Linked DNA regions of Salvelinus alpinus: region 2 is linked to region 1. The links are chromatin contacts, called in public Hi-C maps. All regions are on one chromosome and are shown on one strand. The core of a region is the stretch at or near the end of the contact, and the rest is flanking DNA. Distances in the headings are between cores, read along the strand shown. Region 1 holds the start of LOC139579529 (eukaryotic translation initiation factor 1b-like). Region 2 holds the start of LOC139579630 (WAS/WASL-interacting protein family member 2-like).

What was found. Hi-C and Micro-C count contacts between places; a contact is called where the count stands out from the background.
Region 2: a Hi-C map of red muscle shows a contact between it and region 1, with 7 times the contacts expected there. The contact joins the promoter of LOC139579630 here to the promoter of LOC139579529 in region 1. A contact is called at or near these places in 2 of 3 Hi-C or Micro-C datasets (muscle and red muscle).

Annotation. Positions count from the first base shown.
Region 1 is chr1:51,400,074-51,404,771 of SLU_Salpinus.1, forward strand. It overlaps LOC139579529 (eukaryotic translation initiation factor 1b-like), which reads left to right and starts at 2,549. Exons shown (of 4, transcript XM_071408258.1): 1 at 2,549-2,835; 2 at 3,799-3,962; 3 at 4,046-4,147; 4 at 4,317-4,698. The coding sequence starts at 2,805. The coding sequence ends at 4,361.
Region 2 is chr1:51,534,988-51,539,213 of SLU_Salpinus.1, forward strand. It overlaps LOC139579630 (WAS/WASL-interacting protein family member 2-like), which reads left to right and starts at 2,354. Exons shown (of 8, transcript XM_071408448.1): 1 at 2,354-2,598; 2 at 3,361-3,486. The coding sequence starts at 3,421.

The DNA of each region.
Region 1 (4,698 bases), core at 1,299-3,798:
CCCACACCTTATGGTGCGATCTCCTATGTCAAAACCTGCACGTGCAGCTAAAAGAACAAGTTATTCTTAACACAAGGTTTCTGAGAACCTGTCTCAGTGGCATGCAAATCTGCTCTTGTTTCATAGAAAAACAGACACTGTCAGACACTATCACCCTCAGTCCCTTTTCACACCTTTTCTCACAGACGCGGGGCTGCGGATTTTAGCAGAGAGCTAGACACAGACAGAGGCCTCAATATTCAGCTATACAGTGAGCATAAGTACAATGGCACATAAGCAAATTAATAACAACATAATCAATGGTGGGGGTCTTTAGAAGACCCCCATAATCAATTTTAACCTTACACTATGAAGGAGGAGAGAGAAATTAAGCAGCAGCAGTGCCAATGTTATTCTCGAACCAGCACCAGTTCATGGTCCCAATATTGGCTAATGTTTGCGTCAATCACTTGAGCTATCTTTGTTGTGAGAAGTCCTGCATAGCAAAAGCATCTCTGTAGGCTTGTCCATTTCTGTCGGTGTCTGCCTCAACCATGGGAACGTTTGGATCATCCTTATCTTCAGTGTGAGGATCTGGGCAGCCATGCTGGTTGAGGTAATTGTGAAGCACTGCTGTTGAAATTATGACATTGCAGCATCTTCTTGGTTGAAAACGCAATGTGTTTCTGAGACACTGGAAAGGACTCTTCCATACACCAAAACATGCGCTCCACTACACCTCTGGAGCGGATATGAGCTGGGTTGTACAGTTGTTGTTCAGGTCCTATTGCATGAAGATAGGGGGTGAACAAGAAGTTGGTCTGTGCATACCCACTGTCACCAAGTATGATTCCACAATGTTGTCCTCCTTCAAGCTGAGCATACAGTTTTGGAAAATCCTTGAGTCAGAAGGCGTACCTTTCCAATGTGCAACCATGTTGGAGAACTGCAAAGTGGGAGTGCACACACTTTGTACATTTATTTAGAACCAGATTTACGATTCCTGTACTCCTCAGCATCTGCTGCAGAGGGACACTTAATGGGAATATGACATCAATCTATTTAGCCAATGACTCCAGACAAGTTCCCATATTCATATAACTCTATGTTAGCTGCATTTTCTTTGTACGTAAGGAAATAGTCACGGAAATTTGATTTAATCAAAATCCTTCAGTGGGTTGTTCCTGTCTATAACTATCCTTTTGTCTGGCCTTGGTGGTGCTCTTTGATCATCATTGAGTTAGTCCAGGGTAATCCATTTTACTCCATTGCCAAGGTCAACCTGGGGGCCAACGTCCATTAATCTGAAGTTAAACCTGACTCTGGACAGGTTTAATTTAAGCCTTCACTTAAATCTAGATTTACTCTAATAGTCCTTCTGGAAATCAGATTTTTAAAATCTAGACTAGAGCAACTCTGAGGCTATTTTCAACCATGTCTGAGAAATTACATTTCAGTTAGTCCAGTTTAAAAGTGCAATTTAGTCTAGGATTAGGCTTAATCTTTGTCCGCGAAACCACCCCATAATCATGCCAAATCATGATTCAAAAATGTGTTCACTGACAGAGAGATAGCTAATGAAACACTAGCCTCAGCAGGCACATTTACATTTACAGTAGCAGGCTAGGTTAGTCAAACTCTAAGCATTGGCTAGCTTTCTATAAATTGGCTAAATATGGTCAACAGGATACCTCTTCATACAATCAAGACAATTCGGATTGCATGCTGCATATTTCAAGTACACTCCAAAACAGATATTTTCCTTATTTCAGTCATTGGGAGTTCATCACACACGGCCCGTTCTATCAGGGATCCTTGGGATGTCCCTACCCCATTGAAGTTTACATTTTAAATGGTTAGGGTTAGGTTAAGGGGTTTTAAGATTACAGTTTATCGTTGGGACGTCCCAAGGATGCCGGATAGCACTGTCCCATCAGACACAGACAAACAGCAGCTAGAGTTTTCAAGTGAGGTCGTGTTTACATTTGAGATAAAAAGGGGAAAGGGGATGTCTAGTCAGCTGTACAACTGAATGCCTTCAACTGAAATGTGTCTTCCGCATTTAACCCAACCCCTCTGAATCTGCCTTCATCAAGAGGGGTGCTGAAATTGACTTTTTTATGAGAAAAGGTGCATTAATTGAAGGTGCCAACACATTTTATAGTCGGCATAAGAATGTTTTACTGTAATCTGCAACTCTCTCTCGAGGGGGCTCGGTCTACTACATTTTAGGAGAAGCCTTTAGTTAGTCAGTTAAAAACAAATAAAATAAAATGTATTTATAAAGTCCTTCTTACATTAGCTGATGTCACAAAGTGTTGTACAGACACCCAGCCTAAAACCCCAAACAGCAAGCAATGCAGGTGTAGAAATACCAAAAACAGTATATATATATAACAATATATATATAAGTAATATATAACAATATATTTCCTAAAATTGAATAATGTACCACTGACCATTGTTTCATCGACGAAGAACATTGCTTTATTAACTAAGATCTTCACATTTAATTTAGATATTTGTGCTATAGTTTTTATTTAGCCTAGGTTCCAGGTGTTGGTATTTTGCCTTCTGAAATAGATAATTACGTAATTTTTCCAGTAAAATAGGGTGTGGCGTGATGCACGTTCTTACGTGCGGGGAGGCGCTATAAAGGGTTGTTTTCTACTTTGCAAGCTAAACAATCTCCATTTTGTGAGAGTCTTTCAGCTGACTAAAACGTCGTCCCAGTGAAAAGGAAGATTTAAAGAAAGAAAAACAAATTAAGCAGACCAGTCTATCGCGAACCAGTTATTATCCGAAAGGAAAGGAAATCTTATCGTATGTCCGCTATCCAGAACCTCCAAACTTTCGGTAAGACATTTCAACCATCTCGGCAAACGCGGGGTCGAAAAAGTGGGGGAAGGGCTGCTGCTAACGTTAGCTAGCATTTGTAAGAATTTTGACGGCGTTCCAACTAAATATAACGTTTTGATTTTAATATGTTCATGAAAAATCTGGTTATTTATAGAGAACATTCCCCCCCCGATTGAAAATTATTTATATTAATAGCTTTTTTGTTTTTTGCGAATGTTGGCTAATATCCATCAGACTTCAACTAGGCCGAAGTTCACTTCCTTTTTTTAGGCCCGAACGCGGATTTGTAGCCGGTATATCTAACTAGTCTATTGTGGATACATTGATCAATGTACAATACCGATTTGGGAGTAACTCGTTCTTACTGTCGGTTGTCTTTCTGGCACTAACGTTAGCTATCAACAATGGACCGAATATAAATTTATGTTTTTGCCTTTGTCTGTATGTAATACGACCCTGCCGGGAAGGCCTTTTGGGGTGAAGCGTAAACTATATTTTAAGGGTTACGTAAATGGCCAGATCAAATAATGTAGCCCCGCTGAATTGTTGGTTTCTCTAACATTCATTACTTCATTTCGAAATTTCTGCTTGTTTTCCCGGAATGATTGTCTATCTGGGCTGGGCCATTCGACTTTCTCCCATGTCACTAATCTCAATATTCCGAATAAATGTAGGTTTGAGCAGATTAGCCGCCTACTCTCTGTGGGATTTTTCCCCCCCTCTCTAATCCCATATTCCATGTAATTTGCTGACAAGCATCTGCAGGGTTTTACTTGGGCCTGAGCCTCGTGGCTAAGACGTTACGTCACCTGTTCATCGGCCTGGATCTTTTGTTAGCTAGGTCAAACTAACCACTACCATTTTAGTTATCACTTTAGGTTGCTTCCTTGTAATTTTACATGACAGATGTTTGTTTTGAATTGTAGTGTGACTTGTTTTTAAATGGTGTCCTCCCCACAGACCCATTTGCTGATGCAACTAAGGGTAATGACAGGCTCCCATCTGGGACTGACGACTACATCCACATAAGAATCCAGCAGCGTAACGGCAGGAAGACTCTGACCACGGTCCAGGGCATAGCCATCGACTATGATAAGAAGAAGCTAGTCAAGGCCTTTAAGAAGGTATGTTATGGCAGGGAGTTTATACTAGGAAATATCCATGTTTTGTGCTACTGGCCTTTTGACAAGTTCTGCTTTGTCAACAGAAATTTGCCTGCAATGGTACAGTGATTGAGCACCCAGAGTATGGGGAAGTGATTCAGCTGCAAGGTGACCAGCGCAAGAATATCTGCACATTTCTGATTGAGGTAGGTTTGACTCTTGTTCCTATTATAGCACATTGCACCCAGTGTATAGTACACACAAGTGTGGCGTATAAGATGGCTCTCATAGAAAAGCCCCTGTTTGTAAATGTTCAGTAACTAGAGTTCGAAGTTCATTTGTGTGATGTCTCTTCTGCCCTCATCCCACTTCCAGATTGGCCTGGCGAAAGAGGAGCAGCTCAAGGTCCACGGATTCTAGAAGCTCTCAGCAGCCCCCGCTCCCCTGGTTGTGATACTTCTCTCCCCCGTGCTGCAATCACCGCATCCCCCTTTAAGATAATGAATACCTCTGAATTGAGACTTTTTACTACCAGTTTAACTCTCCCCTCATACGGGAGCAGTCCAGTGCAAACATGGACAAGCGGCTTGACAGATGTGGGATGAGTGGTGATTTAGTTTTTTTCCTTACATTTTTTAGTTTGCTGTGTGACGGGCACAATTCCATGTAACTCTTTTTGTTTTGTACAAGTTTCAATAAAATGATCAACCGCCACCTCATGCGGAATCCTGTTGTGGTTGCGGGATTTGGGGGTGGT
Region 2 (4,226 bases), core at 1,104-3,603, 130 kb after region 1:
TAAATGAAGTTGAAACCCTTCTGGTCACAGCACAATCCATTAAAGGCAAAACCTCCTATATCTATAGACTCCTTTCTGAGAAAGGAGGCTCCTCCTTTACTCCTTTGAAAATAATCTGGGAAAAGGACTTGGGTCTGACTATCAGTGATGAGTTATGGGCGGAGGTTTGCGACAGGGTATACTGCTCCTCTACTAATGTAAAACTGAAAGAATCTAATTACACATTTTTGTACAAATGTTATTACACTCCAATGAGACTCCATAGAATGAAAACAGACATTTCTCCTAACTGTAAAAGATGTACCGCTGAAAGTGGAACCTATATGCATGTATTTTGGAGCTGTAGAGAGATTGCCAGATTTTGGCAATCTATACATACTGCTGCACAGAAAATACTAGATGTTAAGTTTGATATGACCCCGTGTATCTATCTTCTTAATGCCCAGCAGGACTTTGTTCTTGATCCTGACAGAGAAAATTTGCTTATGACCATTACATACTTTGCTAAGAAATGTATTATTCTATTGTGGGCCTCTAATACTTCTCCTACATTTAAAATGTGGATTGACCAGATTGTTGACTTTCTCCCTCTTGAAAAGCTCACTTATGACCTCCGCAAGAGACAGCCCAAGTTTGATAGACTCTGGTCTCCACTACTCAACTATATTTCAAATTGGACAGAGTGAATCGGGTGATTAGGGAAATGAGCGGATACAGGTTGTGTTAGGTACTGTAAAAACGAAAAACGAATTATTTGCTTGTCGTCTCAGCTAAGGCTGGAAATAGCTAATAAGAACCTTGAACTTTAAATTGAAAAAAAATAAAGTGAAAAAAGTTAGGTTTTGATTTAGACCATTTGCATTTGTAGATATGAAATGTACCTAATATTATTAGCAGTTAAATTAAATATACTACATCTTTATCAATGTCATAATTTCTGAAATAAATCATTATATCAAAACCATTAAATTGTACAACCGGTGCTATTTTTTTGTTGTAACAAAGTTCTGTATGTCAATCCCAAAAATTCTACTATAAATACAGGCAAAAAACAAATGCAAAATGGTCTTCTCCAATCCACAGAAATCACAATTATAGTCAATATTCAGCTTGAATCTTTCCAAAACATGTTTCACAGGATAAATTCTATGTAACATTTTAAGTTAAACTTCCTTTACCTTGTTACTGATACAATATTTGTTAGCAATTTTCCCTGCTTTCCCCCACTGTATATCACCATAGATATTCGACCAAAAAAATCTGGCTGAGGGAATTGTAGTATCACAAACAATATTTCTAATCTGTTTACTACATTTATCTTTGATGTTAATATTGCCAATGAATATATTTTCATGTAAATCTATGTTACTTACATCAACCACAGAGGAATTAAAAAAAAAATACAACCCCCCTTGGAATCGCATAAAAAACAATTGCATATTCTTTCGGGGTTATTGGAATTCTTAACTTGTCAAGAAATTCCCCATATGAGAGTAGATATCCATCCTCATTCAATAACTGACCAACCAAAATAATTTTATTCTCAAACCAGTTACGAAAAAAATTGACTTATTTTTAAATCGTATGTCTTTGTTGTTCCATAGAAAGTATCTGTGAAGGGAAAAATTGTGTTTATATGCTAACATCCAAGCTAAAAGGGCCTGTTTATGGAATTTGGCCAATTTTACTGGGATTTTATCAACATCATAATTACATCGAAGCAAAAATCAAATGTTGAAGTCCCTCTTCTCCAAATCTCCAGTTCACTGTTATTTTTCACTGTCTTTTTTACTGTTGTTTTTATTTATTTACTTACCTATTGTTTAGATAATACATTTTTGCACTGTTGGTTAAAGCCTGTAAGTAAGCATTTCACTGTACCTGTTGTATTCGGCGCACGTGACAAATAAACTTTGATTTGATCGTCTGCATCTCATTTTGAACTTAATTTGAATATGATGACGATGTATTTTATTGACGCCACGAAGCCATCTGACTGACATCTGATAGACCAAATCAACGCGACTTTGAAAAACCCATCTCGACACTTGATCCCACCTACTCGGCTCATTTTCCTCCCATTGGAAACGACCGGATTTTTTTCCCGACAGGATGTGGTCTATCTTAGTAGAACATCTTTGGTAATATTGCTGTCGCTAATATTTATTATCACAACGGGTGATTGCATTGACAATTCACTTCCTGGAACCACTCGTTGGTGCCCTATTGTCCCCTCCCTGCTCTCCCCGCCCCGCAGATATTTCGCTTCTGCCCACCCCCCCCCTTCCCTCCGCGGGGCGGGGGCAATAGGTAGACCAGAGTGGCTCCGCTCCGAATAAATTAGGGAGTGAGGTGTCTCGCTTTCTTTACCATCTCTAGTACACTGCGGTGTACATTTTCCATCTGCACACTTCCATCTTCACTGCTTCAGCAAATCTGTGCTGCAAGTGAAGGGTGTGAGAGTGAATGCAGGAGTGAAATATCAATGGCCAGCTTGAAATTTATAATACACTTGAGATGAAGGAACTACCGAGAACGAAGAAACAAATATGAGTTAAAACGTCAAATATCAAACGAATGGGCTGCTAAGAAACTCAAGTAAGTGAAGCAATCTAGCTAGCCTAATTAAGCTAACTTGCAAGGGTTTCCAACTCTGGCAGGTTAACCCAGCTAGCTCGCTACAGATCCTGTAGTTAGCTAATATGACAGCCATTAACACATTAGCCGAACATGATAGCCATGATGCGCTCGCGCCATGTATGTAATTTATATAGCTGAGATTCATAGCTAACGTTACGTTTAGTTAGGATGTATCGTAGCCATGCTTTATTACAAGATGCTAGCTAGTTGAGCTGTTGTGTATGGTGCTAGCTAGTTATCCTTTTGCAGCAGGGCCTCCGCGATGGCTTCAAGTTTGTATGCTAATTGGTTAACTAGCTAACCTTAGTTTGTCAGCTTGCTAATTTACATAACGTTAGTCAACTAATTGTTATGCTAACTATTCGCTAATCTGACCTAGCTACCGATGACCAGGTTTATTTGGAGATTTCACACTATTGGATTACTTAACGCTATCTACAGTCGGCTCATTTACATTCCACAGCAGCACTGACCAAACGTTAGATATCTGCTGGCTAGATAGGCCAACTTGCTAATGAAATGAAGACGTCATCAATAACAATGTCACATGAGCCCAGAAGGTTAACATTTATTAGATGGCTATCTAGCTACGTGGTTTAAAATATACCTCTACTTAGCTAACTGTGCTAGTTGACAAATTCATACTAGATAACATTATCAATGGATGAGACTGAAATGTCACTGGATGACTCTGAAACATGTTTTAATGCGTTATTGCAGGTGGTGACAGTTTGTATCTGAGAACCCAGGCCATCCACAAGACTTGTTCAGTGGGTCAAGATGCCGATTCCTCCCCCTCCCCCTCCACCCCCTGGAGGCCCCCCTCCACCCCCCACCTTCAGCCAGGTAAGAACTTATTGAAGCATGGAAGGTGTCACCTGGATGCAAAATGCTTCCTGTGCAACTAACTGTGTGGGTCTAAGAGAGAACTGTATCAAACCTATGATAGGGACATATTTAATGGGTTTGAGCCATGATGAAGGCCTAGCTCCAGTGTAGTTCATATGAATTAGTTGTCCAACCAACTTGACAACTCATAGGTCCCTTTTTCAAAGGGATTTATATTCACTGGTGTTGTGTTGTGAATTTGTTTCACCTTGTGCGGAGAGCACTACTGAAATCTGAAAAAAGCTGTTCTCGTGGGCCCGTGATTGTGCGTGCTATCCTCTCCCTGCCAAGCCCAATCAGAGGATGTGTCTCAAATGGCACCCTATTTGCTTTTTATAGTGCACTGCTTTTGACCAGGGCCCATAGGACTCTGGTCAAAAGTAGTACACTATATAAGAATTAGGGTGCCATTTTGGGATGTACGCAGAGCCCTTCTGGTTTATTCAAGTGATTAGCGCTGCTCGCTCAAGTAATCATCCTCAACATCTAATTCACGCTAATTAATGACTTGATGCGAAAGATTCACGAAATAGAAAGTCCCCTATCAAGAACACGTTCTACCCGGCTAATTCCCTTGCACCAACTGTGACATGGCTTTTTGCAAGCCTGTCAGGCTATGTATAATCTCGGTTAGTTACGGGCAAGTCTATGGTCCAAATAACCCCCCCCCCCCCCCCATCCCAAATTTGAAAGACGCC